4 separate regions of the Mus musculus genome follow, and regions 2, 3 and 4 are each linked to region 1. A link is a contact called in public HiChIP or PLAC-seq and promoter capture Hi-C data. All regions are on one chromosome and are shown on one strand. The core of a region is the stretch at or near the end of the contact, and the rest is flanking DNA. Distances in the headings are between cores, read along the strand shown. Region 1 holds the start of Cnot2 (CCR4-NOT transcription complex, subunit 2). Region 2 holds the start of Cpsf6 (cleavage and polyadenylation specific factor 6). Region 3 has its middle 21 kb from the start of Gm31963. Region 4 holds the start of Ptprr (protein tyrosine phosphatase, receptor type, R).

Evidence for each region. Promoter capture Hi-C pulls out the DNA fragments that hold promoters and counts their contacts. HiChIP or PLAC-seq counts read pairs in DNA pulled down with a chosen protein or histone mark.
Region 2: a promoter capture Hi-C map of pre-B cells shows a contact between it and region 1, with 3 times the contacts expected there. The contact joins the promoter of Cpsf6 here to the promoter of Cnot2 in region 1. A contact is called at or near these places in 1 of 39 promoter capture datasets (pre-B cells) and 1 of 484 Hi-C or Micro-C datasets (the N1E-115 cell line).
Region 3: a contact with region 1 is called in an H3K27ac HiChIP or PLAC-seq map of extraembryonic endoderm stem cells, with 3 times the contacts expected there. The contact joins the enhancer-like site here to the promoter of Cnot2 in region 1. A contact is called at or near these places in 1 of 39 promoter capture datasets (cranial neural crest), 7 of 484 Hi-C or Micro-C datasets (CD4 T cells, the G1E-ER4 cell line, cardiomyocytes and 3 more), 4 of 115 datasets of contacts at active chromatin or transcription factors (cardiomyocytes, embryonic forebrain, extraembryonic endoderm stem cells and 1 more) and 2 of 9 other capture datasets (adipose tissue and liver).
Region 4: a promoter capture Hi-C map of hippocampal neurons shows a contact between it and region 1, with 2.2 times the contacts expected there. The contact joins the promoter of Ptprr here to the promoter of Cnot2 in region 1. A contact is called at or near these places in 2 of 39 promoter capture datasets (the 3T3-L1 cell line and hippocampal neurons).

What each region holds. Positions count from the first base shown.
Region 1 is chr10:116,578,142-116,583,893 of GRCm38.p6, forward strand. Cnot2 (CCR4-NOT transcription complex, subunit 2) reads right to left here and starts at 3,370. Exons shown (of 16, transcript NM_001037846.3): 1 at 3,312-3,370.
Region 2 is chr10:117,374,759-117,380,510 of GRCm38.p6, forward strand. Cpsf6 (cleavage and polyadenylation specific factor 6) reads right to left here and starts at 2,215. Exons shown (of 10, transcript NM_001013391.2): 1 at 2,081-2,215. The coding sequence starts at 2,140.
Region 3 is chr10:117,200,353-117,206,104 of GRCm38.p6, forward strand. No RefSeq gene overlaps it. Among named protein-coding and RNA genes, the nearest start is that of Gm31963, 21 kb to the right of the region's middle. Within about 2 kb of position 3,464, at least 36 of the 459 cell types and tissues checked have an H3K27ac peak or open chromatin away from gene starts, as enhancers often do. A contact at or near this core is called in extraembryonic endoderm stem cells, where this site is marked.
Region 4 is chr10:116,016,180-116,021,931 of GRCm38.p6, forward strand. Ptprr (protein tyrosine phosphatase, receptor type, R) reads left to right here and starts at 2,184. Exons shown (of 14, transcript NM_011217.2): 1 at 2,184-2,633. The coding sequence starts at 2,576.

The DNA.
Region 1 (5,752 bases), core at 2,120-4,619:
CTGCTCTTCCAGGGGACCTGGGTTCAGCTCCTAGCCTCCACTAGCCTCCATGTCAGGCAACTCATAACTCTAACTCCAGCTTCAGAGCCTCTGGACCCTCAGAAGACACTTGCACTCACATACACATTATCCACATGCGAGCACACACCTATACATAATTTACACATAATTCTTAAAAATACCACTACAGTCTGGGTAAGAAAATCTCCTCCTAAAACTATCACCATTCACATAAGCCTTCCTCCAATGTCTGCTCAAACAAACATACAGGATCTACAGCCTGCTTTTAAATGTGTGACACCAAAACTAACCCTATAGTACATTTTTTAATGTTTTATTATATGTGGCTATTTGTGTGGATAACAGAAAACAATTTAGGGAAGTTGATTCTCTTGTTCCACCATATGGGTCTCTCAGATCAAACTTCTATCATTAGGCTTGGTGTCAAATGCCTTTATCCAGTCAGCTATGTCATTCATTTGACAGTTAAAATTTTAATCAAAAGATACTACAACTTAATATCACTTCAAAACAAAACAAAACAAAACAAAATTGTATACTTATTTTTACTGGTTTACTACTATCTACTCATACTCTAGTTAGATACAAAAATCAAATTTTCTAATCAAGCAAATTTGGCCATTAAAAAAAAAAAACCTATACTATCCCATGTCGTGTAAAAAAATTCTATAATGATCCATTAAAGTTTAAGTTTTGCTAATATTAGCACCTACTTAAAAACAAGCAGACTGCCGGGCGTCACACTTTTAATCCCAGCACTTGGGAGGCAGAGGCAGGCGGATTTCTGAGTTCCAGGCCAGCCTGGTCTACAGAGTGAGTTCCAAGACAGCCAGGGCTAAACAGAGAAACCCTGTCTGGAAAAAACAAAACGAAAGAAAGAAAGAAAGAAAGAAAGAAAGAGAGAGAGAGAGAGAGAGAGAGAGAGAGAGAGAGAGAGAGAGAGAAAGAAAGAAAGAAAGAGGAGAAAAGAAACAAGCAGAACACGATTACTAGTATTTCTAACTTGCCAGCAGTATAAAATATTTATTTTTGAAGTTTTAAATAAACCTAAGGCATCTCTGAAAAACCAAAAAGCACCTACCTTTATATAGGGAAATTAAAGGTAATTATTATTTTAGGGAGCCTATTATTTGGAGTTTGATTTCATTTTCAAATCAAATAGTTCTCAGATGGCTAGGCTATAAACCACTCACAGACATCAATCTGCTTCATTTTCCACCATACACCATTTATTTGTAAGCACTTTAGAAAGGCTGTATTTACTGATACGTTAATGTGCAGGCCACTCTCAGCCTGGAGCATCTGGTAAGGTTACAGGTATCTCTAGACTGCATCTGAGAACCAAAGTGCTCTGCCAACACATGCACTACCTTATGTGTGTCAATAAAGCATTAATAGGAATGCAAAAAATAAAAAAATAAAAGTCAAATACAGTCTTTATTTCTGGTCTAGAGTTAAAAACAAAAACAGGCACTTTTTTAAAAATGAAAAGGTTTCACTTTAAAATTAAGGATCTTGCAAAGTCAGCAAAAGTGAAAAGTGGAAGAAGTTGTCTGTGCATTTTGAACTTTTCCTTTAGCTTTAAGATGACAACAGACTGGATAGGCAGAGCACAAGGGACCATTTAGAAAACATATTAAAGACACAAAACCTGAACACAGACAAATATTTGAATGTAGACAACCATTTCAGTGTACTGGATTTTTAAACACTTCCAACTTGGAATAAAATTACCTTACAAAACTACAAAGGTGACTTCTGAGAAGGAACTGTTGTTGAATATACAAAGCATTCCCAAACATAAAACTGTTGTGAAAGTTACCACCCACTTATTTGGAAAGGGAAATCTATAGGAACACGATTCCATCTCCCTAAAACTTCTCACTATAGAGAGTAATAGAAAATGTATTCAGTTTTGAACATTAAGTGTGTCCCTTGTGAACAGATCTGGTTAACGTTCTACCATTTGCCAATAATCTAAGGATCATATTGCTGTATTTTATTAGGAACTGTCCAGATGATTAAAGAGAAATCTTTGACTAAGGATTTAATGAAAATGAAGCAAAACACTCTTAACACTTGTCTTCCCAGATGTTGAAAAGTGGAGATGTCCCCCTAGGATTTCCAAGAAAGTACCTATGTGTAAGATTTATTTATTTTTATTTTCTTTTGGAGGTAAAAGCGTACTGATTGGATCTAACGTAAATGCAAATAACAAAACCTTAGAAATAATTTTACAAAAATAAAATTACAATTAGATTTCCCGAAGGGCCTACAGATAACAAGAATTATAAGCTTTTCTCCTAAGCAAACAGTACCTCAATTAAGAACTACCGGGTTTCTTTTAACCCAACTTATTTCTTCTATGAAACTTTGAAGTGAAGACCTAAAACAAAACGGCAAAAGGTAGAGGGGGCCCGGCGGAAGTAGAAACCAGGGCTTGCAACTTCACAAGAGTGGCTCGGGTTCCTCCTCCGCCGCCCCAGGACCATCGGAACTCAAGAGGCTACACCACTAGAGAGGCTTCCCACTCCAGGCACGGGGGCAGAAGCAGCATCTGAGTTTCTCTCTCGCCTTTCCACCTTGCAAGAAAGGCCCCTTCGGTATAGCTCAGGGCCTGGAGGCTCCCGAGGCCCGTTAGCCAGTGCGATGTCCCCATCTTACACAAACAAACAAATAAAAAAAAAAAAAGAAAGAAAGAAAAGAAAACCACACAAGTGGCGGAGGATGCGCGTGTATGGCCAGAAACGTAAAGCTTCAAGGACCAGCAGCTGCTGGGAACGTGGCAGGCAGGAGCCGTGTCCAGTGGCCGGGGCTCCTGGATGCTGCTGCCGCCGCCACCGCCGCCGCTGCCTTCTCTCCTAGCCCAGGAAGCAGCACGGCGGCAGCGGCTGCTCCGCGCCGGCGGGAGCCGGGGAAGCCCCGCGGCGGGCAGCGGGGGCCCGGGCCTAAGCTCCGGAGCGGCTGCGGCTGCGGTAGCTGCGGTGGTGGCGGCGGTGGCGGCCCGAGCACGGCGACGCTTTACGTCCCGTCCACCCCGCCACACACCCCCTCCCTCCTCCAGCGCCGCCACCCCCTCCCCGCCCGCCCGCCCGCCCGCTCCGCTCTTCCCTCTCTCGATTGGAGCCGAGACAAAAGCAACGGGAAGCGGCGGGCCGGGACGCTACCCGCGGACCCCGGGCGCGACCGGACCAGCCCCGAGGCATTCCCCCGCCTTGAGGGGGCCCCCAATCCGCCTCCCCCGCCGCGTGCCCCGCCGCCAGACTTCCGAAAATTGGCCAAAAACTCACCGCATGAATTTTCTTGTCCCGCGGATCCAAGATGGCGACGTATCCACCGCGGAGGCTGCTGGGAGCAAGACCTTTACCCTCTGACCCCCGCCGTGACCCCCGTCGCTCCGACTCCGCTCGAAGGCGGCGGCGACGGCGGCTGCAGCAGCAGAAGCCGGCGAGCGAGCGAGGCTCGCCGAATGGACGGAACGCCGCCCGTACGCCAGTCGACCGTGAGAAGCACAACGCTCGCCTGGAGCCTTCCCGGGCTTCCGCCGCCTCCCGCGGAAGGTGCGGCGCTGTCTTGTGGCGGTGACCGAGGAGAGTGGGGCCTGGGCGGCCTCTCCGGGCTCCCGAAGCCAGACCGCCGCCACGCCGGGAGCTGCTGCGGCCACGCCTGGAGCTGCGGCCTGGGGTCCGAGCGAGCGGGCGAGCGCGGCCTCGGGGGCGGGGAGAAGCCGAGGGTGGCGTGGGTCCGCCCACCGGGGGACGCGCAGCGTGTTTGTGTTTGTGTTTTCCTCGGACACCCCGCCCCCGAGCACCTCCTGCGGGCTGTCCCCGGGCTGTCCCCAGCCTGCTGCGCGGCGCGGTGCGGTGCGGTGCCTGCGGTGCTTCGGTCCTCCCACCGCCCCGCTGCCTGCGCTACCTGGGTGCGCTCCCCCAGACACCCGCCGCACGCCGCCCGCACCTCCCGAGCAGTGAGTTCCCCTCCGCTGGAACCTAGGCGTTTGATCGCCGCCCCCTCTTCCTTTTCATGCTCCCCTTTTTTTTACCTGCCCCCCCCCCCCCCGGTCTAAACCTGGTGAGAGGAAGTAAGGGGGAAGCGTGTTTTTAAAGCACTGCCGGGAGTACTTAATCTAACCGAACGGTGTTTGTGGCACTTTATTTAGTTCCCGCCCGGCGCGCCCTTGGTAAACCTTAGTGACCAGCTGGCTCATCCACTAGACCTTTTGAAAATACGGTGGCTGTGGTTGGGAACTAAAGTGTTTTGCTCTCCAAAGCCGGACTGTCCCTGAAAGTGAAATTACTTTTTATTGCTGTAATACTCTTAGTTTACACCTTTGAACATCCACAAACTTCGTGTTTTACGGTTACTTAACTTGCTAAAAAGCCTCTTTGTGCTTTGAAGTTGCGAGTTTCATAACGTATCGCTGTTCATGTTTGAGTGGTAGAGCTTACTAATGCGGATTACTACTCATTTGAAGTAAATAAAGTTTCTGCTGTAGTTTAATAAATTACCTCCTTCCAGCCCGCCAGTCTATATAGTTAGATATAGATTCTGTGATAAACGGAAGCGATATATATTTTTATCATAGAAAGCTAAAGGCAAGAAATAGGATACAATAGCCTACGGTGAAATTAAAAGTACCTTTGTCATGGTTTTGAAAGTAATTTGACATAGCAGATATGCAGTATCAGCAGATATGCAAATTTGTTTAAATGCGGACAGGAACTGGTGTAGCCAGTAGAAAAAAAAGGTTTATTTTGCTAGGTTGTTCATTTCATTAAATACTCCTTTTCACCGTTTTGTGTTTTGTTGGTTTTTCACTTTAGGGAAATTCAAGAAGGAACAACACAGTCCTACATGGCCCCTCCCCCAACCGTGCCTTCCTGTCTCGTCTGCTTTCTCTTCCTCTCAAGTTAGCATCTACTGCCATAAGGTAGTGTGTTCAAAGACTGGCTACTCTAGGCGTGTGCAGCTCATGTGCGTGAATGCATGCAATGCAGAGCACCTTAATCTGGCTGCTCGTTATTGGGAGCCCTTAATGTGTATGTAGTAGCATTATCACATTAAGTAACATTAAATATTCTAATTCATTACTCTTCTTACGTATATTAACTTAAAAACACATTTTTGTCAAAATTTAAACATTGCTGTCACTGGGGAAGGTCTGAGAGTATTGCTATGCTTGGACTTTACCAGGTGAGATAAGACCATTTTCTTAATTAATGTGTGGAACAGGGATGCTAGGAAAAACTCCATGAACGTCCTAGCATTTGCTAAAGGCTGTATTGATGGCTCAACGTGACGATGTATGCACTCAATAAAAGATGTATGCACTCAATAAAAATCTTAAATCATCCTGTCGCACCGAAAACTTCTTTTCAGGGCATAATTTCACAGATCTTTATATCTAGCACATGGAAAGCAGAGACAGGCCAATCTCTGAGTTCCAGATCAGCCTGGTCTGCATAGCTAGTTGCAGATGACACAGGAATATATATATATATGTATATATATATATATATATATACATATATATATATATATATATATATACACACACACATACATATATATTAATACCTTGTAAAAACAAAATGACTTCATCTTCAAAGCCAGACATAGTGACATTTGTTGTAACCTATTACTGTGGAGACTTAGGCATGAGAGTCAATCAAAATTTGAGGCTAACCTGAACAACATATTCTATAAGATCTGTCTCCAATAAAACAGCTTC
Region 2 (5,752 bases), core at 965-3,464, 800 kb after region 1:
ACAAGACTGGGGGACTAGGGGGGGACCCAAAAACAAAACCTAACAAAAAGGAGGGAGGGAGGGAGGGAGGGAGGGAGGGAGGGAGGGACCAGAAAATTAAATCAATAAATAATTTTGTTGTTGCTTTTAATTCTGGTAGAATCTCAGAATGATAGGGTAATCAATGACAGTAACACAGAAAATATAACAAATCTTAAGATAACTGGCAACCTTTCTGTGGCTACTTTTCTTGTTCAAAATTCAGAGCAAGCAAATCATAAAAGTCAATTATACGAAGAAAACAGTAACAAGTAATGCCTCCGGAGCGAGGCTATAGCTCAGGGTCGAATGCTTAGCCAGATGTGCAAAGCCCTGGGTTCATTCAGTATCCAGAGCTGCAAACAAGGTATTTTGGGAAAAGTTACTTAAATCTCCCAATTAATCTACTTAAACCTACAAAGATTTTACTTGTAAAAGTACACAACCACGTATTAGATACAATGCTAAAAGTACCAAGTCAACGAAAAGCTACAGTTATAAAAAAGAGGCCTACAAAGTAGTTCCTCGTTGAGGTCAAAAAAGTTTAACCTCTCCAGGCACTCGGAAGGCAGAGGCAGAGGCAGAGGCAGGCGGATCTCTCTGAGTTCGAGGCCAGCCTCGACTACAGAATGAGTTCCAGAACAGCCAGGGCTACACAGAGAAACTCTGTCAGCAGTAATTAAAATCCTACGACAATTTGCTTTTCTTTTCTAACATTTAAGCCAAAAGCACAGTCATTCTTGAAAAACGAAGCAGTAAGGATTTAAGAGTTTTCACTGTTTCGTTCAAGTCTTATATCCCTAGTCATAAACAATGGAGGGAAAACGCCATACAAACCAATGGCATTTTATTCAGGTTCTCATCCGTACCTTAGAATTTTTTAATATGGTGGGGTGTAAATTTGAAAACCGTGAATATAGGAAATGCACTAAAAAAAAAAAAATATTTAGAGGGCAGTAAGAGGCTAGACGATCCAAACCCTGGCAAGCAGACCCTTCCAAGGATATTTATTCATCATGAGACGCTGGTTCTAGGCATCCCAGGCGGGTGAGACCGGAAAACCTTACACGTCTCACTTTCTCCAGCCTTTCAAACCGTGAAGTCGAGCCCACAGGGCAAACACTTCGCTTTCAAACTACAGTCACGTTCACAACGACTTGTCAGGCACGCTACCCAGGATTCCGATTCCGAGTGGCCGGTCTCCCTTTCAGTCTCTCCGGTCTGTTAAGCTAGGATACCACCATCTTTTTTGTTCTGTCCAGCCACCGCGCTCCCAAGTCTTTGGCGCAAGCCATTTATCCTCTCCGATATTTCGCTTCACAAAGGCCAAGGACTGGGCCTCGGAGGCACTGCAAACCCTCGATGACCAAGGCGGGCCGACGCACCGACTTTTAAATGCGATCGGTGGCTCCAAAAGTCAGATGACTTGTTGCGGATGGAACCAAACCTAAGCAGCCTTCCCTTAAGGGGACCGGCGAGCAAGGAACCGGGCGCCACGCCGAAACCCGTCGCAAAGGCGAGCGGGAGCCCAGGGAGAGCGGGCGCGCGGGATACAAAGGGCTGTGAACGCGGCCTTCCATGAGGCGACCGTGCGCGGACAGAGACACAAAATGGAGCGGCGGGAGGAGGAATCGGAACCCGAGGCGGCAGGGCCGGGATGGAGGCGGCGGGCGAGCGCGCGGCCGGGCCAGGGCTTCCCCTCTGGCCGGCCGCGGGGGAGGGGGCGCGGCGGCCCGTTCTCCCCGCCCCGCACACGCGGCCTAGCTCGGCGGGAAGCGCCCGCCACCGAGCCAACAATGGAGCGGGAGACCGTCCGGAGGAACCGGGCGGGCGGCTGCAGGGCGACCGGGCCCCGCGCTCCAGAGCCCCGCGGCCCGCAAAACGACGCGCGAGAACAAGGGCTGAGGGGCCGTCGCGCACGGCGGCGCGGCCCGGAGGCGCCAAGGGCGCACGGTCTGCAGCGAAGCCGGCTCGCGGCCCGCGGCGGCCCTGGTCAGCCGGGCGTCCGGGCCGCGGCACAGTCTGCGGCGGCGGCGGCGGCGGAGCCCGGACCCTCACGTACCTGGTTGAACTCTTCACCCACATCCGCGTAAATGTCTATGTGGTCCACACCGTCCGCCATCTTCCCTCGGCCTCGGCCGCCGCCGCCGCCGCCTCCTGCAGGTCGGCCCGCCGAGGCAGCAGCAGCGGATCTGGCGGTGGGGGCGGGGCGCCCTACGTCACTTCCGAGGGGCGGAGACCAGGGCGCAGCGGCCCGCTGCTGGTGACGGGGGACCCCGCCGAAGGTCCGCGGCGGTTCCGAGGCGCTAACTCGTTCCTTTGTGTGCAGGATTAAGCCGCGGCTGGGGCAGGGGCGTGATTTCCTGTGCTACCCCGCCATACCGCATGCCATGGAACCCGCTTGTTTTCAGAGACTGTCTTTTCAAACTGCTTCTGGCACTATTTATCTATCTACATATCTATAGATGAGAGATCTATCTAGTGAGAGATATAGATATATATACATCTATATAGAGAGAGATAGATATTTATATATTTGCGTTTTCATTTTTTTCCTACTTTTTTTTTTTTTTTTTGCTTCCAAGGTTTCGAGAGATGAGAGTTATGTGTACGCAATTAAAAGCGAGATATGATGTCCTGGCCAATGTCTTATTCTTGCTTCTTCAGACAACTGAATTTTTTGAGTTATTTGCATATAGCATATTTGCATCTCTTATCTTTATGCAGTTGTAAGCATCTTTTCCGCTCCTTCCTTCACATCCTCCTCTTCCCCCTTCCTCCCCCATTGCCCTTGCTTTTACCTTTTTATCTCTGTTGTAGGTTTTCTCCAGCCATCGTTCAAAGGATTCTATCCTCATTTTTAGAGCACGTACAACAGAGCAGATGTATCCTAAATCAACGAACTCCTGGATTCAGAATGCTGAGCTAGAAGGGAAATTAAAACGGTGGCTTGAGGTCCAAACATCCCGTTTTACAGATGAGAGAACTAAGGACTCGTAGAGCATAAGTTATTTAACTGGGGTTACATGGCTCGTAAAAGTGCACACCTTTTGACGCCGATATATGATTCAGAGATCTCTCTCCATTTCCAACGGCTCCACCTATTTCTTTCCTTCCCGTTCAAAAACTCACCAGGTCACTCAGCTGCCTGTGTGCTTGATATAAATTCAGTTCCCACAGCGCTCTCAAGGAGCGTAGAGAGAACCGAACCAAATCCTCTTAAGTAGTCCTCTGATCTACTCAGCACCTCTGACTGCTCTCACTTCCAGCCCCACCCTGCCAAACAAATTAACAAAAAAGCAAAACAATAACCAAAATAATAATAATAACAAAAATACCAGATGCAGACTGGTCTGAAATCATCAAAAACCTAAAGAAACATCTATGCTTGAGATGTCTGTAAAATCTTGGTTGCAGTCACAGAGACTAATCTCTTAATCTGAATAAACATTTCTTTAAATTCCTTTTTTATACATCGGGGTGTTTTGCCTGCATACAGTCTGTGTACTACACATGTGTGCAGTGTCCTGGGAGCGCGCAAAAAAGGACATCAGTCGACTAAGACTGGTATTAGACAGGTTTATGAACCACTACATGGGTGCTGGGAATCAGACCCTGACCCCGGAAGAGAATCCAGCGCTATTGACCACGGTACAAACGGGACTTAACGATGGCCACCGCTGTTGAAAAATCCTAGACTCTAAATTTTGTTTACTTAGAGGTCAAATGCATGCGGGGCAATGATGGCCCACGCCTTTAATCCCAGCACTTGGGAGGCAGAGGCAGGCAGATTTCTGAGTTCGAGGCCAGCCTGGTCTACAGCGTGAGTTCCAGATCAAGGGCCACAAAGAGAAACCCTGTCTCAGGGAAAGGAAAAAAAAAAAAAAGTCAAATGAATGCTGAGTAGCGGTGGTCCCAGGGCTACACAGAGAAATTCTTGTCTCAAAAACCAGAACCAAAATAGTCAAAAACTCAGCTTTATCCCTCAGCTACATTTTGAGATCTGATAATTCCCTCAACAGCAGACTCACTCTTACTATAGAGGCCCCATCCTTTCTACTTCTCTGCCAGGTGATTGCTCACACACTATCTTAAGAATGTTTTGATGTCAGGCAGTGGTGGCATTCGGGAGGATGAGGCAGTTGGGGTCTCCAAAGTTCGAGGCCTGCCTGATCTACAGAGTGAGTTGTTCCAGGACAGCCAGGGCTACACAGAAGGACCCTGTCTCAAAAAGACCTAAATAAATAAATAAATAAATAAATAAATAAATAAATAAATAAATAAAATGTTTCCATTTTTTTTCAATTGTAACTTCAGAGTACCTTTTTACTTAGCAATTTTCAAAATTTAAAATATTTGTGGCTCTTGCTTCTTTTGTCTCTTACTCACTTACTCTTGCCTCTCTCCCCATTCCCTTCCCTCCCCCACCCCCTTCACGTGGCCATGGCCAGCCTCTACCTCTCTCCATCTCTCTGCCTTTCTCTGCCTCTACTACCCTCTTTTCTTTTTTTTTTTTTTTTGTTTTTTGTTTTTTGTTTTTTGGGTTTATTTTTGTTTTGTTTTTCGAGACAGGGTTTCTCTGTATAGCCCTGGCTGTCCTGGAACTCACTTTGTAGACCAAGCTGGCCTCAAACTCAGAAATCCGCCTGCCTCTGCCTCTGCCTCTGGTGGGATTAAAGGCGTGTGCCACCACCACCCGACTTCATCTCAATTTCTTGATGGAGGTTCTAAAATCTTTTTGTCTCAAGACTACATAGTACAGAAAGTCCAAATGTCCTTAGGAGAAATGCAATAGGAAGTTACATGTTGCACATAAATGGCTTTTTCACCTCCCTGTGTTATTTTCCTATTGCTACTGTAACAACTTAGTAACAATGTTAGAGACCAAAACAATACAGATTTTTTTTTTTATCCTCAATTCTAGAGGTCAGAAGCTCAATATAAGTTTTACAAGGCTGCTTCAGTTATTTTTTTTTTCTGTTGCTGTAATAAAACACTCTAACCAGAAGCAATTTAGGAAAGAAAGGGTATATTATTCAGAGTTCTCTAGAGTAAGAGAATTTGTAGAATGACTCTCTTTAAATCTCTAGAAAAGAGATTTAGTAGAATGTACTAGAGATGTGGTCCGACTGTGGCTTCCTATGAATGGAAAGTCTGAGAATCCAGTTCAGGCTGGATATCTCAGCTGCTCTTCAATACATACCAGAATCCAGAAGAAGTAGGAATGGACTTGCGATCCTTTTGCTTGCGAGAGCAAGCAGCCAAAGGTAAAAGCTTCCTTTCTCCATGCTCTTATATTGGCTTCCAGCAGAAGGTGTGGCCCAGACTAGAGGCGGGTCTTCCTACCTCAAAAGATCTGGATATTAGGGCTCGAGAGATGACTCAGCAGTTAAGAGCACCGACTGCTCTTCTAACAGGTCCTGAGTTCAATTCCCAGCAATCACATGGTGGCTCACAACCATCTGTAATGGGATCTGAAACCCTCTTCTGGTGTGAAGTGAGCAATGGTGTACTCGTATACATTAAATAAATAAATAGATAAATAAATAAATAAATATTTGATCAAAAAAGATCTGGGTTAAAGTTGAGTCTTCCTACCTCAAATATCTAGATTAGAAGTGGATCTTTCCACTTCGATTTAATAGAAGATCCCTACGATATTTTTGGGCTTTAGTTCATTCCAAATGGAGTCAGAATAACAGTCAAGAATAGCCATCACAGCCAGGCGAAGTGG
Region 3 (5,752 bases), core at 2,214-4,713, 620 kb after region 1:
TGTAGTCACAGATCAGATCACGATTCGAGTGTTTACAAGGATGTGGCAGGTCACAACAGGGAGCCCTGTGGTTCAGAAAGAGTGTTCTGACAGCCAGGTGACCTCACAGTGGCAAGCACCTGTGCCCACACCATTGTCGCCCACAGAGAAGATGGCGCAGGGCAGCTGGTTCTCTATGCTTGCCTGCTTCAAGTCCATCTTTTTGTGGCGGGGAGTTCCTCTCAGCATCCTGCAAAGTCCATCTCAGGGTCATTCTGATAAGGTCACTACTTGTTCCTTGTTTCAAACTGGCAGGAATGGCAAATACCACAGTAAAGTATAATGAGAGCAATAGACGATGGTTTTGTTACAGTGTGTGTGTGTGTGTGTGTATCAAGGCTGGGCTTGAACTCACTTCAATCCTTCTACCTCAGTCTCCTTTATACCGGGATTACCAATCTGTATCATCACATCCAAGTTAATTCATTGGCAGTTAAAGGGATTGTGAGATAGAAGTATTGAAGGATTGTCCCAAATGTATTTAGATGACATAGGCTTCTTTTGCTATAAAGCAGACAAGAGCCAGGTCTAGTTACAGGGACAGAGTTTCCCAAGGGAAATATGGAAGAAAAGAACCTGGGTCATTCCCGTCCTTGGTGCTGGCTCACTGCGACACATACAGCCCTTTGTTGACAGGTGAATGTTTTAGAGGAACACTTGACTTATTATCGACATGGCACAAAAGGATACAGGGCTGGGGATATGGCTCAAGTGTACAGTGGCTTGCCTTGCAGGTGTGAGGCCTGTAGTTCAATCCCAACTATCTCAAGAAAGGAAACAAAACCAACCAAAGTGGCAGAGAATGAGCAATGGAGATTAACGTATCTCTGAGGACTCGTGGAATAGCTCCCGCATCTGGCAAGCGCGATCTGCAGTCCAAATGTGACTTAGATTTTGAAACTTCTGCTCACTGTGTAGAAGTCTGTGGCCATCTGCCAAAGCTGCATGCACGTCAAGGAGGGTTCCACCGACACAAGACAATCGCCAGAACCTGCCTGCCTCCACCAGAATGAGCTTCGATTTTCTCCCTAGAATACAGCTTTGTTTGATGAAGGTAGACAAGAAAATCTTAGCTGAATGCTCTCTGTACCCTGAAACAAGGTCTTGCCAATAGTGATTGGTTTGGGGGCTCCTCTGGTTTCAGACACTTGCAGAGTTCTCTCTCTCTCTCTCTCTCTGTGTGTGTGTGTATAGGGGGAGGAGAAGTTAAGTTGAATATTTCTTTCTTCCTGTGGAGATATGCAAAGGAAGAAAGGAAGAAATGAAAGAAAGAAAGGGTGGTGGCTGGAGAGACCGCTCAGTAGTTAAGAGCACTGATTGCTCTTCCAGAGATCTTGAACGCAAGGTCCTGAGTTCAAGTCCCAGTAACCATATGGTGGCTCACAGCCATCTGTACTGGGATCTGACGCCCTCTTCTGGTGTGTCTGGAGATTGTGTGTGTGTGTGTGTGTGTGTGTGTGTGTGTGAGAGAGAGAGAGAGAGAGAAAGACCAAGTCCTATTGTCCTATTGTCCTTCCTGGAGAATTTTTTCACAAGAATGAGTGGTTTTCTAGCAGGGCCAATGAGTGATCCTAAAAATGTTGCAATGACAGCAACCAACAAAGTGCTTTCTTCATCTCCAGACTGTGGGAAGCCACATACACCATTACAAGATGGCGCTGGTTACTGCTGGCCACCACCCATAAGTTCGGGTAAACCACCAATGTGCGCATGTGCATAAGGGTTTCACGTCAAGTCACAGCCCATCCCTGGGAATGTAAATGAGGCACTGAAAGCACAACCAATCAGGTATAGACACGCCACTCCTAGGCCTATATAAGCAGCACCAGTTTTGGGGCTGGGGTCTTTCGCCTTCGCTATCAAGCTCTTCCAATAAACGTGTGCAGAAGAATCCTGTTGTGGCGTCTTCCTTGCTGGCGAGTCGGGCGTCCACACCAGACTAGCTCTAAACACAGCAGAGAACGCAGTGATCATCGTCCCCGAGGAGCCGGTTTGTGATCACAGAGCTCTGGCCTCCTGATAAGGCAGGTTACAGATGGCAACTGCTCACTCCTTTTCCTTTTCAGTCAGGGCCTCGTGTAGAGCTGGCCGCCTCAAACTTTCTACTGAGCTAACTGCCTTAACCTTCTGATCCTCTTGCCTCTACTTTATGGGCCTGTACCCCAGTTTGGATGGTACTGGAGGTCAACCCTGGAGCTCTGTGCACGCTAGGCCAACGCTCAGCCATGAGCTACATTCCCAGGCCTGGTCGTCAGCTTTCTTCTGCTCAGAGGCCTCAAAGCATTCACCCATAGCCATGTGGTGGTGGCACTCGCCTTTAATCCCAGCACTCAGGAAGCAGAGGCAGAGGCAGATGGATCTCTGTGAGTCCCAGGCCAGCCTGGTCTACAGAGTTTCAAGACAGCCAGGGTTACACAGAGAAACCCTGTCTCAGAAAACAAACAACAGCAGAAATGCCCATAATGTTGGTGCTTCGGCTTCACCCAGACTGGGTAGTGTCTCTTTCTAGCCAAGTACCAGATGCTGCCACTCTTGCCTTCCTTTGCTTTGAGCAGAATCTCACAGAGTCAGTGAGCTAAGGACGACTTCGAACTCCCGAGTGCTTCACTGGATACTTTCTTCGGCTCAGTAGAAAGCACCGAAAGTTTGTTGCTACCGACCCACGAGGGACCCAAGCTGTCACGGAAGCCTAGTCATTTCAAATTGTCGACCCTGTCGTAACCAGTCAGAGCTTGGCGATAGAAGGACTGGAGGAGACGAGCAAGGGACCCTGTGTGCTTGCTCAGCTGCCCTTTGAACCACATCTACAGCCAGCTCTCCTTGCTCCCGATAAAGGCTTCAAGATAAGCACGGTTGGGAAATCTTACTCCTGATAAGTAGGACTAGGCAATTCGGTTGCTTAGTTCGGGGATTTTCCTGAAGCCAGTGGCTTTGCCTGTATGTCTCTTGGACAGATTCCAGGTCCCCAGCTAGAGGAGATGGTTAATAGAATTAAAAAAAAAAATGATGGGAATTTTCTTTTCCTTGTTTGTCAGATGATTAACACATCAGTGGACTGAAGCCCCTAAGTTGTGCGTCGTCAATGTTGGTCTGCAGTGCAGGGAGAGCAGTTGATTGGCAAGCCTGGGTGCTTCGTGCTTGTTCTTCATACTGACCATGGCAGAAACTGAGAGCTGAGGTTGAGGTTGTACCAGCATCTTCAGCTCTGAGGATGGGTGGCAGGGAAGGCATGATCAAGGGGTGGGGGTGTGTGGGGTGTGCCAGTCTTGCAGGATCTGGCTGCCTCTGGCTTTCTGGGCTGGTGTAATGGCCCTGTTCTCACAGAAGTGCTGACAAAACATGACAAATAGAAAGCAGATGTGAACTGACCTTCTAAAAATGTATTTCATGTCTTTTGACTCTCCAGACAGATTCTCCAGGGTAGAAGCTGCCACCTTCAGACAGCAGTGCTCATAGCACTGGAGGCTGACCTTCTTGCTGGGCTCCCAGGCCAGCCCCTCGCCACAGAGTTTTTTGGCCATATTGTGTCAGCATCAGTTTCACATCTGCTTATGCAACTACCAAATACACAGGATTTGTGCACACGTGAGTTAGACATACTAGCCAGGCACACGTTTAATCCTAGCCCTTGAGAGACAGAGGCAGGCAGATCTTTGTGAGTTCCGAGCTAGCCTGGTTTAGATAGCTGGCCAGGGCTATACAGTGAGGTCCTGGGTCTAAATAAATAAATAAAATGGAGAGGGGAGAAAGACAGGGCTCAGCAGCTAACAGTACCTGCTGCTCTTTCAGAGGACCCAACTTCTGTTTCCTTACAAGCATCCGTGACTCTAATTCTTTGGGAATCCCATAAGCACTGTGGTACACACAGCATGCGCAGCAAACATACACACATTAGATTAAAGAAGAGAATTTTATTTTGTTTTTTTGAGACAAGATTTTTCTGTGTAGCCCTGACTGTCCTGAAATGCACTCTGTAGACCAGGCTGGCCTTGAACTCAGAGATCTACCTGCCTCTGCCTCCCTAGGCTGGCATTAACGTCTTGTGCCACCTCACCTGGCTTTAAAGGGGGGGGAATATTATTACCAAATAGAAGCTTCACAAATCAACTCAGGAAACAAGATCCCATTTCTCTTGCCTTTGGCTTCTTGAGTCCTGTGTCCAAGTGCCACTCCCATATGTGAAATCTGGCTTGGCTCGTACATCGGTCTATGGCTTTAAATTACTCATTTTGTTTTCTGTACATATTCTATTTTCTGTATGCCTCCTACAAGAATTTTGGTGGTGGTATAATTTGCCTGTAAAACATCTCCCATGGGCTCGGGTTTTCAAACACTTGGTCCCAAGCTAGCGGGACTGTTCTGGGAGAGTCTGGAACCTTTGAGAGGTAGGTAGGAGGAAGTGTGCCTCTGGTTGTCAGGTCTTGAGGGTTATAGCCAAGCCCTACTTCTTGTCCTGGTCAGGAGGGAGGTGAACAAGCATCCTCGAGCTTTTACCAGAGCAGCTGCCAGCTGCTTCTGCTGCCATGTTTTTTCTCACCATGAACAGCCTGTGCCTTCGAACCGTGAGCCAATATAAGCCCTTACTCCCGTAGGTTGCTTCTTGTTGGTTTTGATCACAGCCATTAGAAAAGTAACAAGTACGGATGCAGTCTTTCAGAGTTTTGACTCCCCTCTCACTGAGATCCTTTGCTGAAGACATTCTTCTCTGCCACTGTATTGATATCTCACAAATCTACTGGAAGCAAACATTTCCTTGAAGACAAAAACCATGGAAGATGCTAACCCATCCCTGATGCCGCTGATCAGGGGCCCACATCAGCTGACCGACAGTCAATCTGGCTTTAATACCTTTGCCTATGTATAGCTACACTTCTCTCTAGTCTATGTGACTTGAAGTTTACTAGGGAATGCCGATCTTGCTAGACTAGGAAAGCAAAGATTGCCACAACTGTGGTTTGATGTGGTACTGTGGAAAGACTTCGTTTAAACGACCCTTTGTTTTAACCAAGGGATGAAGCTTGGTGTGAAACATGCTTAACTACATCCATGAAGCCTTGGGCTCAATCAGATATTGCATAAAAGACACACTGTGGCACACACCTATGTTCCAGCAATTGGGAGGTAGCAGCAAGAGAGAAGTTTAAGATTGTCCTCGGCTACACAGTAAGTCTGAAATTAGCTGGGCTACCTGAGAGCCCATTGGTTTATTTGTTTTGTTTGTTTGTTTTTTCTTAGTTCCTTTTCTACAAAAGAAGCTAACCTAGTCTCTTTTCCTGTCACTGTGACAAACACCAGGACCAAAAGCAACTTGTGGAGGAAAAGACTTATTGGGCGTCCCAGCCATGATCCACCATCAAGGGGCAAAGGCATGAACTAGAGGTAGGAGCCTGAGATGGGAATGGAAGCCGAGACCACAGAGGAGCCCTGCTTATTGATCTGCTCCTGAGCTGGTGCCCAGCTACCTTTCTTACACAGCCCAGACCCACTTACCCAAGAGTAGCATTGCCCATGTGGGCTGGGCCCTTCATCCATTAGAAGTCAAGGAAATGCCCCACAGACAGGTCCACACTCCGTCTGGTGGAAGCATATCTCTTCAGCTGGAGGTTTGTTCTTCCAGCGTGACTCTAGTTTCTGTGAAATTGGTAGAAGCTAACCAGCAAGGGTACTCTGTACTCAGCACTGGTTTTGGCCATCAGGTGCACACACACACACA
Region 4 (5,752 bases), core at 934-3,433, 560 kb before region 1:
AAGAGAGCAAGCTGAGCAAGCCAAGGGAAGCAAGCCAGTAAGTAACATTCCTCGATGGCCTCTGTATCAGCTTCCTGACCTGCTTGCGTTCCAGTCCTGACTTCCTTTGGTGATGAACAACAATGTGGGAAGTGTAAGATGAATAAACCCTTTCCTCCCCAACTTGTTTCTTGGTCATGATGTTTTGTGCAGGAATAGAAACCCTGTCTACAACTCTGTCATTCTAGAGATTGTATCCTAGGGCCAAAGGAGTATGGATGAAAGAATATAAACTATAGAAATATAACTGCCTGTATATCAGAAAATAATATGGCAAACAGAAACAGAAAAAGAAACTCTGATGCAAGGGTCAAAGCTGCAGAAAAGATTGCAGAAAAGTCTCGGCGAAACTCTGGTCCTCAGAGGCAGAGCCCACTACAGTCACAGGCACAACCAGGGGAGCAGCAAGAGTGCTTTTTATGCTTCTATTTTTAGGACAGAGAGAATGGTGAGGTATTAAAAATACATGTCATCTTGCTCACACTCCACCTGTTAGAGTTTAATTCCTGGCCTTGTCTTCTCAGAGCTCTTGATACAAAAAATTATAAAAGAAATAGGTGGCACTGCCTGAGCACCCAGAGCCTTTGAGGCCGGTCCTAATTTCGGTTCTGTTGATTATCTGGCTTCCTATTAGCTGTCTCAGTCCTCAGGGGATGCAGGAAGAAAGCACTCAATGAGCCTCGCAGTTCAATTCAATGAGCACTTATTACTACCTCGTATTTGGCCAGCACGATTTTATTCAATTTAAGTTAATGCAAAATTTAGAGCTTCTCAAAGAGCCTGCAGTTGGCGAAATGTGTGTCACAGATAAACGAACCGTTTGAGAGAGAGAGAGGAAAAAAAAAATATATATATATATATATATATATATATATATATATATATGTGTGTGTGTGTGTGTGTGTGTGTGTGTGTGTGTGTGGCGGTGTTCAAAAAGCGGGGAAGAGGAAGGACATTATAATGTCAGGTTAGCCCAAAGCTTCTTAAGAAAAAAACAAATTTAGACCTTTGTAAGCAACTGGGTGGGCAGTGGTCTGAGTGAGGTCCATTGCCGAAGAGGCAGAAGGGAAACCTGCGAATAGAAGCAGAAGATGAACAGTCTTGAAGGGAGCTTGGCTGAGGGACATTTGGCCTTAGAGTAATTAGTCACTAGAATGGTAAGGATCTTCATCCTACCAACTTAGGTAAAGGAACTAAAAGTGCATATATTTGCACACTGTGCGAGCCTCGTTAAAGGTACAGGATTGGAGCGGAGAAGTCGAGTTAAGTTGATAAGGCTTGAGTGGCTCAGCTGTGAAAAGCTCTCCTTACTTTCCCAGAAGACCCGGGTCTTATTCCTGCGACCGCGTGGCAGTTCGCAACCATCCATAAATCCAATCCTAGCCTTTTAACAACCTCATTTGACCTCTGAGGGCAATGACACACAGGCGTGGTGGACAGACAGGCATGCAAGCAAAATACCCCAATACATTATTTTTTAAATTAATGATAAAATCTTAGGTAATTATTTCCATAAAACACCAAAGACCGTTCCTTTCCTTCGTATTACACGGGTGTACTTCCCTACCCTGTAAGTATGACCTCCCTGTTTTCAAGCACTCCAGTCAAAGACTTGAGGCTTGAATTTAGTGGAAGTACAAAGATTGGAAGAAAGAAGCCTGGGGTGAGCTCATTGGCAAGAAGGGGGCGCTCTCGGAATATCCCGTTTGCTTAAACACAGCAGGCTGTAAGTGGGAACATTTGCCCAACCAGGCCAGAACTCGCTGCTTGCCTATGCTTCACTAGGGTGGGGACATACTGGGAAACTGGTCAGCCTGCAAGCATTTAGTTGCCACAGTGAGCTGAGTCCACGCGTGATTCAAAAATGTGAGGAAGGAACCAGATGAGTGGCCCCCTCCACTTCCCTCCTTGGGTTTCTGTGGTCCTGGCCCCGCCTCTTCCCTCCCCACTCAACTCCTCCCCCCGCCCAGATTTAGGAGGAACTCTAGGACCTCAGATTTAGGAGGTCCCTAAAGCTAGCCTCCAGCCCCTCCTCCCCCTCCTCCTCCTCGTGGAGCTTGTTCCCCTCGCAGTCTCAGCTAAGACCCGGAGAGGTGGAATTTCGATTTGAAACTCCCTAGCCAGGGCCGGAGCTGGGCATGCTCAGTGCCTCGGTGTGTCTCGGCTGCTGCTAGCTGCACAGGCAGCAGAGGCGCTGCCTGGCTCGGAGGCTGGCACTAGAGTCCACCCCACTGTCACCACCGGCTGCGGGCTTCCAGAAGGCCAAACTCTCACCTCTTCTGAGCGTCTTGCCCCCATCAGCCTCGAGTCCCCATCTCCCGCAGCATCCTACTCTCGTATCTCCCCATCCCTTGCGGAGAGGAAGCAGGTGCTCGGTTCTGTAGGCACGCCACAGACTGCTCTGTGTACCCCAGCGGAGGACCCTGTCATCGGATGCCCGGGATCAAAGGACTCTTGGCAGTGGTTCTCTCAAATAGCACTTAGCCTAGAGTGGGGTTGCGGCGGAGTTTCTCCTCTGACCCTCAATGCACACACTATGAGGAGAGCGGTCGGCTTCCCTGCGCTGTGCCTGCTTCTTAATCTTCATGCTGCAGGTAAGGGCTTGCGGGGTTCAGAGCTGAAGCTAAGGAGAAGATGGGAAACAGCACACGCTAGAGGACTCCAGGGAAAGCTTGCCTGGCAGAGAAAGATTTGGGATAATGTCTGAGGGGTGAGAGAGTGCACCTGTTGGAAGGCTAGGGCTGAAAACTTAGGCTAAATTCAGCTCTCCCTTCTTTATCTTGCATGGCGAAGAGTGAACAGTTTTTAATGTGAATATAGATTTGGTCCCCCCTCCATTGAGCTTTCCTGCTTGTGCTTCTAGGCTTTGCGCTTGGTTGCACATTTTACAGGGAAAAAGAGATGAGACACCCTGCTGGATGAAGCCCTTCCTACTGCAGCGGCTACATCCATAAGATCTCCCAGTGTAGCGAGCGCTCACGGGGATGCCCTGTCTGTAACCTGACGGTCTGCATCTCCGCCCCTAAGAGCCAAATGCTCGGTTTATTCATCATGCTGCTCTAGGCTGCTTTGGCCCCTGCTCTTGTCATTCGGGTTTTCTGAACCAATAAGAGGAAGGAAAGGTTTCAAACCGGAGGCTCCTCTCTATTTCAGCACCACGGTCAGTATCCGCAGTCAGTAAAGAAAAACCCAACCACGCTGACAAGCCTGGGGGTTTTTTATCACTGTGTCCCCAGGATAGATTGGATGGGAGGCAGCGAGAGTGTAAACACATAAAAATAGATTGGACACAAGAATCACTGTGTAGTTCTAGGGATGCACAGCTGATAAAGTGCCTAGGAATTTTATATTCGGTGTCACCTGGCTCCTCTAACCCTGTGGACAGGCTCACTGGACTGCACCCTAGGTGATTTTCACACACGGGAACCAAAATAAAACATGGCAGAGAGATTTCAGGAACCCTGCCGAGACCGCAGTTGTCCATGCAGTGATCCTGTAGCAAGCACAGACCTTTTCTTTGAGTTTCTTTCACACGCATTCATTTCTCTAAGTACACCGAGTGGGAGTGTATTATGCTACTGTGAACACACACACACACACACACACACACACACACACACACACCTACAATCCTTGTTATAGTGCTCCAAAAGACTGAGTGTTTTTTTTTTCATGTATGCAATGATGGGAGTGAGATGTAGTACTTTTTTTGTCCCAGCAATTGCTATTTAAATGCATTGTGAATTTAGAAACAAACAATGTATAGGAACAATAAGGCTATAATTAAGGATGTGTGTTAATTATCATAGATACAATATTACATTGTGGGGTGTTCAGTGGTTCTCTGGTATCTTGAAAAACCAGTGGGAGAAAAAGCTATGATTTGGTCATTAAATTATTTGCAAACATTTCATTGCCACATGTAATTATTTAACGTTAAAATATATGATGATGAAAACATGAACACTGTTATTGTTTTACATCCAATACTGTTTAATGGTACAACTGAAAAAATAGCCATTGCCAAAAAAAAAGTTTTCATTGCTATCCAGTTAAGTAATTAATTATCTGATAAAATACATCAGTGAAGTTATTCTTGAAAATTATGTATAAACAAATGTTAGGGATTGTAATTAATGCATACTAAGTAGTTATAAGCTTGAAATTATAAATAGACTTCATATTAAGCATGCAGAAAACATTTCTAATTTATTATGGATGAACCCTGGGGATAAGGGAAATAGAGAGCATTTTCTCATCAGAGGTGAAACCTGGAAGTCTGCATCCCTCGATGAAGTCTGCATCCCTCGATGATGTCTGGAGGTTTGCCAAAGTGTGTATTACAAAAGTCAAAGCAAATCTATAATCTGCACTTTGCCTTCTTAACATGTAAAAAAAGATTAAAAATAAGATTATCCAGCCAAGTTTAGTTTCATAAGGCAACTGGTGATTTACTACATATTTCAGGTTTCAATTGCAGTATGCTACATATACATTAATTGTATTTGTATTTAATACAGTGCTTTGGAATGGTGTCTTGTCAAAGCAGATTACAAGTCTGGGATTGTAATTGTCTTGCCAGTTTCATTTTGGATTCATTTTTAATTTTAAACAGCAATTTGTGGGTCACAGGCTGTCATCAGATTAAAATGCATCAGAGCTACCTAATATTACTGTTTGGGCTTTTCATCAGAACTCAAATAAATGTGGCTTTCTTGACCTCTGCTCCCACAGATTTAGGTAATCAGAAAGTAAGTGGCTGGGAGAGCAGAGATCAAGAAGCCTCCAAGCCTTTTACTTGTTGAATATCTGAGCTTGTCTCTTGTAAAGAAAGCCACATTCCCAGGGCAGAGGCTGACTCTATTTTTAGAAAGGACAGTGACACCTATACACATTAGCTGCTTGGCTGAAAAGCTAATTGCTCGATATCAGTCATACCCAGGTTGCCAGCAACTACTTTATGGTGGTATCACAAATGATGGTATCTTAGGATGCTCGACAAATGGAGTAAATTAAATAATGAGATGGACTGTAAGTGTTCTCAGCTGTGCTGGGAATTGTTGCCTGGGGCATAGCCATGTCTCTAACGATAAGGCTGGAAATTACTTTCAATGTGAGTGTCATCTCCAATTACTTGGTATGGTTGCCTATGGCATGGTAACCCCAAGTTCTGGCAGTCTCAATAGGGGGCAAACTGTGATATGTTTGTCATGTCTGTGGGAAGGGCAAACAGTGCAATGCAGTTGTCATTCTTGGGTAAGGAAGGCCAACGAAGCTGCTTAGCTCATAGCTAAGAAGTTGAATGACACGTGACAGCTAATTGCCACAGATCTAAAGAAACAAATCATACTTATCGTCCAGCCAGTTGCTTAAGTTGCTTAAGGCACAAATAACAAGATGCAGTAGTGCCAACTGACAACATAGTCTGGAAGAAAAAAAAAAAACACACAGGCTCTCAGACCTATTACTATATACTACAAAAAATTCAAGTTCCCAATATAGCTAAGAGCACTAACATCCCATCCCTTCAGCCAATTTCTCCCACCTATGAAGTATTCTAAGATGCCATCGATAACGTCCTCATAAAGTAGTTGCTGGAAACGTAGGCAAAACTGATTCTAATAGAATAAGCCACCATTGTGTTAGTGGTGACAAATCCTTTTCTCCTTAGCTGTCCTTACTCTTCGAATCTTCTGGGATCCAATAGAGCAAA